2 separate regions of the Siniperca chuatsi genome follow, and region 1 is linked to region 2. The links are chromatin contacts, called in public Hi-C maps. All regions are on one chromosome and are shown on one strand. The core of a region is the stretch at or near the end of the contact, and the rest is flanking DNA. Distances in the headings are between cores, read along the strand shown.

Evidence for each region. A called contact is a pair of places that touch in the nucleus more often than the background predicts.
Region 1: a Hi-C map of an unstated tissue shows a contact between it and region 2, with 4 times the contacts expected there. The contact joins the promoter of sh3glb1a here to the enhancer-like site in region 2. A contact is called at or near these places in 2 of 3 Hi-C or Micro-C datasets (liver and an unstated tissue).

Annotation. Positions count from the first base shown.
Region 1 is chrLG19:9,889,121-9,892,738 of ASM2008510v1, reverse strand. sh3glb1a (endophilin-B1a) reads right to left here and starts at 1,503. Exons shown (of 9, transcript XM_044175954.1): 1 at 1,241-1,503; 2 at 640-781. The coding sequence starts at 1,303.
Region 2 is chrLG19:9,831,869-9,835,618 of ASM2008510v1, reverse strand. It overlaps LOC122866590 (guanine nucleotide exchange factor VAV3), which reads left to right. Exons shown (of 28, transcript XM_044176428.1): 3 at 2,257-2,315; 4 at 2,409-2,474. Among protein-coding and RNA genes, the nearest start is that of LOC122866590, 40 kb to the left of the region's middle. Within about 2 kb of position 1,633, the one cell type or tissue checked has an H3K27ac peak away from gene starts, as active enhancers do. A contact at or near this core is called in liver, where this site is marked.

The DNA of each region.
Region 1 (3,618 bases), core at 254-2,753, 57 kb before region 2:
ACCATCTCAGAGATGTTAAGCATTTTTATGTGACCCTTCTTATTGGCAAATATGTACATCTCCTAAATTCAGGTATTTACTGAGCTAGACCTTGTAATCCCTTATGAACCTTCACGTAGTTTGAGATCTTCGGGCAGGGGTCTCCTGTCTGTTCCTGAGTCCAGGATGAAAACTAAGGGGGACAGAGCTTTTGCTATCAGGGCCCCGAGGCTCTGGAACAACTTGCCCGAAGAAATTAGGTTGTCTGAGTCAGTGTCTTCATTTAAGTATCGTCTCAAAACACATTTTTATCTGAAAGCATATCCTGATTTTACCTGAACTGGCTGTTTATTTTATTGTTTATTTTATTGCTTTTGTGTATTTTGTGTGTTTTATTTCTTTATATTTCGTCATTCACTGTGGTATTTTATTTTTCTTGTTGTGAAGCACTTTGTACTTTGTTTTGATAAGTGCTCTATAAATAAAGTTTTATTATTATTATTATTATTATATTACTTTTCAGTGCAGAAACAAGATATCAACTGTCCCGTAGAGGGGAGAACATAGAGTGAGTACCTGCCCTGAAAAGGGGTCCAGTATGTCAGCATTTTGTTTGTCAGTAGAGTCAAGCTCATTATAGAGTCAAAATTGTGGTCTTACTTGGGTTGGGCTGTAGTAAGACTTCTGTCTGCTTCATAATCCTTTCTGTCCATTGCTTGGTGTTCTCAGCTCTGACCAAAAGGTTCTCCAAATGGGCATCCAACTCTGTCTTTTCAGCCTGGCCAAATTTCTCTTCTGTAAACTGAAAAAGAAAATATATTATAGTGCACATAACCTATTGCCTGGAAAGTGACTACACTAGAGTATGAAGAGTACAGGGCTGAGGAGGCATGCAAGTCGTGTTTGATGGAACGTTAGCAAGCTGGAAAGACTATCTTACAAAATAAATGTTATCTGCCAAGCTAATGTTGATAGCTCTATCTAATGGTTTCTGAGGCCTGCTTTGATGGTTATGTTGAACAACTGTAAAGTGTTGGCTATAATAGAGATTGAGAATGTTCACAAATACTCATATAGTGAACTGCAGCCAACTTTGCAGGATATAGAATTTTCTCTCAGATAATAACATGCTACATAGCTACACAATAACAGCCACGGAAGCGTTAGCTGTTTAGCAAGCGAGCTAACGCTACCGGACTGGATAAGCTAGCAACTAACGTTGATTAGCAAGAACTTCCACGAACTACACGCACAAACTTACTTGTACCGCGCGGCTCAGGAAAGTACCGGCGTCTGCAGCTAACCGCTTAACATTAAAATCCATGGCACAGCAGGGGAAATGAACACTTAATACAACAGCTAGCTTGTCTCACAGTCAAACTGACATCCCTATGGAAAATGTCATTGAAGCAACTTTTTGTCGGAGTTCCACCTAGCTGTTGGTCCTGACAAAGATAGTATACGGACAAGATAATTCACATCTCCAGCCTATTCTGACAGCTGTAAGGAAATGTCGCGCATGCGCACACTGACATACGACAAAGACTGGCACAACGGAAAGCAACAACGGAAGCAATAACCTGAAACTACACAACACAAGTTGCTATTACAGTATTGCTGTTCATTTCAGTCGACTGCCCAGCAAACGGCTGGTGTTTTCACTCTGCTTGTAAGAAACGGCTTTTATTTGCATAATGCGAGACACACCAAATAATTTAATGTTATATAGGAATTTAGAGGCAAGCGAATTTTGTCTTAATAGAAAAACACTACCGCCTGAGTCTTTGATACAAGTTTATTGAGTCTGGGCGCTCTGCTCTGTGCAGGGATATGTTAAAGGAAAGACTGTAGCTTCTATTTATCTTTTGTTGCATTCAGGTCTTGCGGAAATATCGGAATCGAATAAAGCGGGTCGAAGTGACGAAACTAAGTGGGAAAATCGAAATGCTCTACAGTAGCAGCAGCAAAATCGAGATGTGACCTTTGTGGGCGGAGAGACAGTTAAAACTGGTGTATATGCTATAGCAACATTTTTGCTCTAAATTGTATGTGTTATACATTTTGTATGGCAGTTAGGATAATAAACAACAATGACAACACACCAATTCCAAATTGAATGCATGCATGCTATTTTTAAAAGGGTAGCCTACTTTAAGTTTTAAAGTCCAAACTAAATCACCTAAATTCATATTTACAAGTTAGAAACTTAAAGGAAATTAAAAGGACATGGTGAAGACTGCATGTGTGCCTACTAGGCTACTGTAGGCCTAGGCCTGCTCTGTAGGGGGCACTAGTGATTAATTTTGCCACACCCATATCAGACATAAATTTTCACCATTTCTGAATTTTGTGCAAAGTTTCGTGAGTTTTCGAGCACCTTTAGCTCATCAAAATGCGATTAATTTGGATAAATAATAATGAAATTGCATTTCAAAAGGGTCCTCGCAGAGGTCACTGCTTGGGCCCTAATTATAATCTGCCCTGAACCTGAACCTCACACCCTTTGCCTTTCACCCCTCACTGACCTTTTACCATTGATTTCTTCACATAGCCTATTATTGACAGCTGTCAAGTTTGAATGAGAATTTACCTTTGACCATGCGAAATGTTTTGTGTGTCAAGTAGCATACAAAATCCAAATGTAAACCATGATTCAGGTTTGGTGCATGCAGGTCATTTGCTCAAGTGTAAAATCTCCATAGTACCCGTATTGTGCTGCTTGTGTGAGATTTACACTTTTTCCTAATAACTGTACACCCTATCCTCATACAACTGCAATCAATTCTATTTGTAATATTATTTGGCTTACAATGTATGCTGATGAGTAATACTGACACAGTGAGGATGATATTTCTACAACATAATATCTTCTGCAACCCTCTTCCCCTTTCTTAGAAAATGTCTTGAGGCAGATTTTGGAAAAACAAAAACACTCTTCAGGTCTGGGTGTAATTATGCCAGACAGAGCCTGCTACCTGCTGTGTGGGAGGAAGTCAGGCAGAGAGAGAAATCAAATGACTTCCCCTCTGTAGGCTACCAACGCACCGTCAGCTACAAACTTTTTACTCAGCTAAACGATGGCTTGAAGGTTTCTTAGTCCACATATTTGTTCAGATGCATTTCAGCTATACAGCTGAAAGTGCTGTGGGGTTTTCCCATCACACACAGTAGTTTTTTTATTGCACTGCCAAGATGACCAGTTTATGTAACTGTATTGATTTACAGTGTTAACCTTTAAATGTTTCAGATTTGAACAAGCTTGAAACTACTATTTATCATTTTTCAACGAGTATGAGCTGTAAAACAGCTAATGGACTGCAACAGTAGCCTACACTGCATTTTTATAACTACACTATGTCAAAGATATTAAGGCTTTGGCTTTGCTTTATGCTTGGATCACTTTCAGAATTGTTGGGGCGGGTGCTTTAAACACGGGAATATAGAAGTCAGCACTTTTAGGAAGGCAGAGCAGCTCCTTTGAGGGAGGAATATGTTGCAGTTTCTGGTTGTTCCAGTAGTAAATCTGTGTCTATCTGCTCTTTCTCTTCACAATATCAGAAAGCACTCAAGGGTAAGAGAAACTTAACTTCAGCAAAATGACTTTCTCATCCAGGCAAAGCATGTTTCCTGAGATTAGGA
Region 2 (3,750 bases), core at 384-2,883:
ATTGCACGACAACATATGTTTGTAAGTACATACTGTACGTTGAGTCAATTAATAATGCAAGGTTGACATGTTGCAAAAGCATTGTCTAATCACTGAATTAATGTAATGCAAATAGATGGTATACACAAATCATAAACAGTCCCAAAATGTTTACAGTTATACTCAGAACTGCCTGAAGTCTAAATCCCTTTGCTTGCTGAGGGGCACATTGATAGCAGTGGTAGTCTGACCTCCAGGCTGCTGCTTCAGGACTTATATCTGTGCTTAGCGAATAGACAGACCTCCATAAGGTGCAGGACACTCAAATAAAAAAAAAAAATCTAAATAGGCGTTAGTTTTGGTGCTTGTTTGGTTCTAAGGTAAACTATTGTGAATGAACTGTTTGATTTGTTTGAGAATTGAAAGGCGTTTGATCAAAAGAATACAATACACATTGCAGCATAAGTAAGTGAAAAATGAATTGTACTTGGACTGGCACACTGATCTTGAAGGGCATCATTTGCACTGGGGATTACTTTTTAATATCCCATCACATTTAATCTGTATCTTATTTACAGTCCTCCAAAATGTATCCATCATAAAGCATCCGTCCTCTATCAAGAAAACTAAAAATGATTTTAAGTAGGCTTAGTGAATTATCATCAACCAATGTCATATTTTCATATTTGACTGTATGTATGTATTTGACATATTTCAAATATTTGATATTTGAATTCACTGTAAATAAATCCAGGTCTGAAACACTTCCTCCTCTCATGATGTGTAATCAACCACTGCTGCTGAGCTCCATGTAGCCCTGTCTCAAACACAGCTTTGCACCCTCCCACTCTCTCACAACTAACATTTCCCTTTGATCAGAGCTACAACTAATGAACTCAGCTTGACTTTGTGTTTCAAGTTATTAATGCACTGCTGCCTCTGATGCGTCTGATGTCTGTGACGATACAGTGCTTTGTCAAAGTCAGTCAGTGTCATCCACCTTCTATGTGATGGATGTGATACAACTTGAATTGACTGCATATTGTGCAACTGATCAACACTAGTCTGCTTATCTATTACAGATCCTTTAATTAGAGACCCTTCTGGCTAAAAACACCGAATACTGACACTAAAAACAGCTTAAGTCCATCAATCTTCAGCATCCTGCATTGGACGAACATTCATTTTACATCAAGTGACACACGCCGTGTCACATTATAAGTTCCAGTGGTGTACAGTAGTATAGTTTATAGTTTAAAGGATGTCAGCAGAAACATGTGTCTGTCTTTCGCTGTCCTTTGTGTGCCACTGTTTATTCTATTTACTGGTGGGGGGATGGAAAGGCCAGTCGTGTGATCAGTATTGATCTCTGAGAGCTTGTGCTCCGGGCCAAATGTATCTACGTTACATCTGTGATGTGTTGCGAGCGTGCAGGCATGTTTTTATCGGCACGTCCACGTGTTGATGTCAGTGGATAGATGGCCCGCAAAAAGAAAAGGGGTTTGTGGGCCATTTGCCAGGTTGCAAAGCGTGAATGAACAGAGCTCCCTGTCGAGTTTTGCTTCAGATAATAAAGCTGTATCGTTCATTTAGCAGGTGAGTTCAGCGGTGTAGGTCACACACACACACACATAGAGGGTCAAGGGCACTGGGCAGGACTGAGCACAGCAGCGTGAAATTACATGTCATACTAATAGCAGTCATGTCAGCCCAGGAGACACGGTTAACTTCACAGCACGATCAATTACTGATCAGGTCGTGTGACTCTGCTCTGCTGCTACTGTACTGCTAACTGTTGACTGTGTGTCGAATCAGTCGTTTTTCAGCAACACTCCTCTCTCACTGAACACCTCTCTCAGTATTTCTAAATATATATGTGACTGGGTTTTGTGCGTGTTCTAATTTTAGATGCGACTCAACACAAAATTGGCCCCACGGGGATATTAAAACACCAAACCGAATGAATATAATATATATATATATATATATATATATATCAGTGAATTCAGAATATAGGTTGTCTTGTGCGACTTAAATAGCTCTCATGGAACAGTGTGTGTCTGTTATTGCACAAGCACACAGAATATGTGTCAGCTGCAGTGTTGGAGTGTTTGAGAATGCTGCCCTCATGTGTCTCCTCTCAGAAATGCAGCACCCCTAGAGCACCCAAACAACAAGCTCCCTCTCCTCTCACAAGTCTTACTTTCCAGGGCTGTATGTGTTCTTTTATAATGTAAATGATACTGATAAAATAACAGATCCTTATTTCCATTGCAGGTTATGGACACACTATCTAAACTTTCCCACACACCGATTACACAACAAACTGGAATCAGGTATGTTTTGTTTTCAACATGTATCCTCTGACAGGTTATATAATGATGAGATTTTAAGCCTGACACAGAATGCTTTCTGTTTTCTCTTTTAAGGCCCTTTCCATCGGAGGAGAGTGTTGAAGATGAGGATATCTACAACCACCTGGAGGACCTTATAGAGTACGTTTGCCCTCCTATAGACACCCATGTGCATGACAACCTTTTACCTTTCTCTTTTACACACGTGACTTAATTAAAAAAAAAAATCTTAATTTGGTCTCTAGTTTCCCTTTGACTTAAAAATCTACAGGCTGTTGTGGGTGCAGCAACATTTGTTCCCTGGGTGTTGACTGGAAGGCAGCCACCTCCTCCTTGTTCCTTTATTCAGGCCTTGCATTTAGCGTATGATGACAACTAACCTTCTTATTATTGGTGTTTTCAACAATTAAATCCTAAAGTAACTTCATCAAAACAACAAATAATGCATTATTTTCATTTTTGAAAGTGAACAAGGAACAAAATCATAACATAACAAAATCCACCTACAGGTCTCCTGGCACAATGCCTTGCAAAGCCCTTTATCTAAATGCAATGCAGCAATAGAAGCTGAATCTGAAAGATTTTAAGATACTTGACTGTGGCTGGGTTAGTATGGATTTTTGAAGGTAATATAGTTGTATAATTTTGCCAGTATTTTTCCTTTCACCATTTTTTCTATTCATATCCTTATCAAAACATTGCATTAAAGTTTAAGTGAATGGCTTCCTATAGTCAGCCAATGTGGTTGCCTTTTGATTAATAAGGATTATATTTGTCTATCGTTGGCCTAGAGTCAAATGTAACTTCCTGGATCTAAGCATAAACCATTAACAAATATGGAAACATCTTAGATTGCTAATTTGTGGGTAATGTAAGTCAGCGGAGACAGATAATCTTACAGCAAAAATGCTGCTGGGAAGCCTTACACTGCTCTGGTCTATGTTTAGCGCTGACAGCTCCTAGAGTAGGAAGCAGCCCACTAGTCAGCAGTGACAGGAAAACAGCACCCTGACAGCAGCCAGCAGTGGATGGGAGGTGGAAATGGCAGCCTGGATCACACTAAACAGAGCCGTTTTCAGCCCTCTACTCCCATCTGCTGAATGTTCAGCTATCAAATGGACAAAACATGTACAGAAACACACACACACACACACACACACACAGACCCATTCACCCAACAGTAGAGTTTCACTTCCACTTTTCAGTTTAATTTATCATCTCCATGACCATTATTACTAACACTGTCAAAAGTCATGGCCAAAATCCTTTTTTACATCTGCAAACTTAACAAGTTTGTAGACTCATTATGTGTTTAAATCTAATTATTTATTAGATACATCAAGGTGGCTTGACACATGCAATCCTAATCCAATACACTTCTTTTAGTGAAATTCAGCGAATATCTCCTCACGGTCCG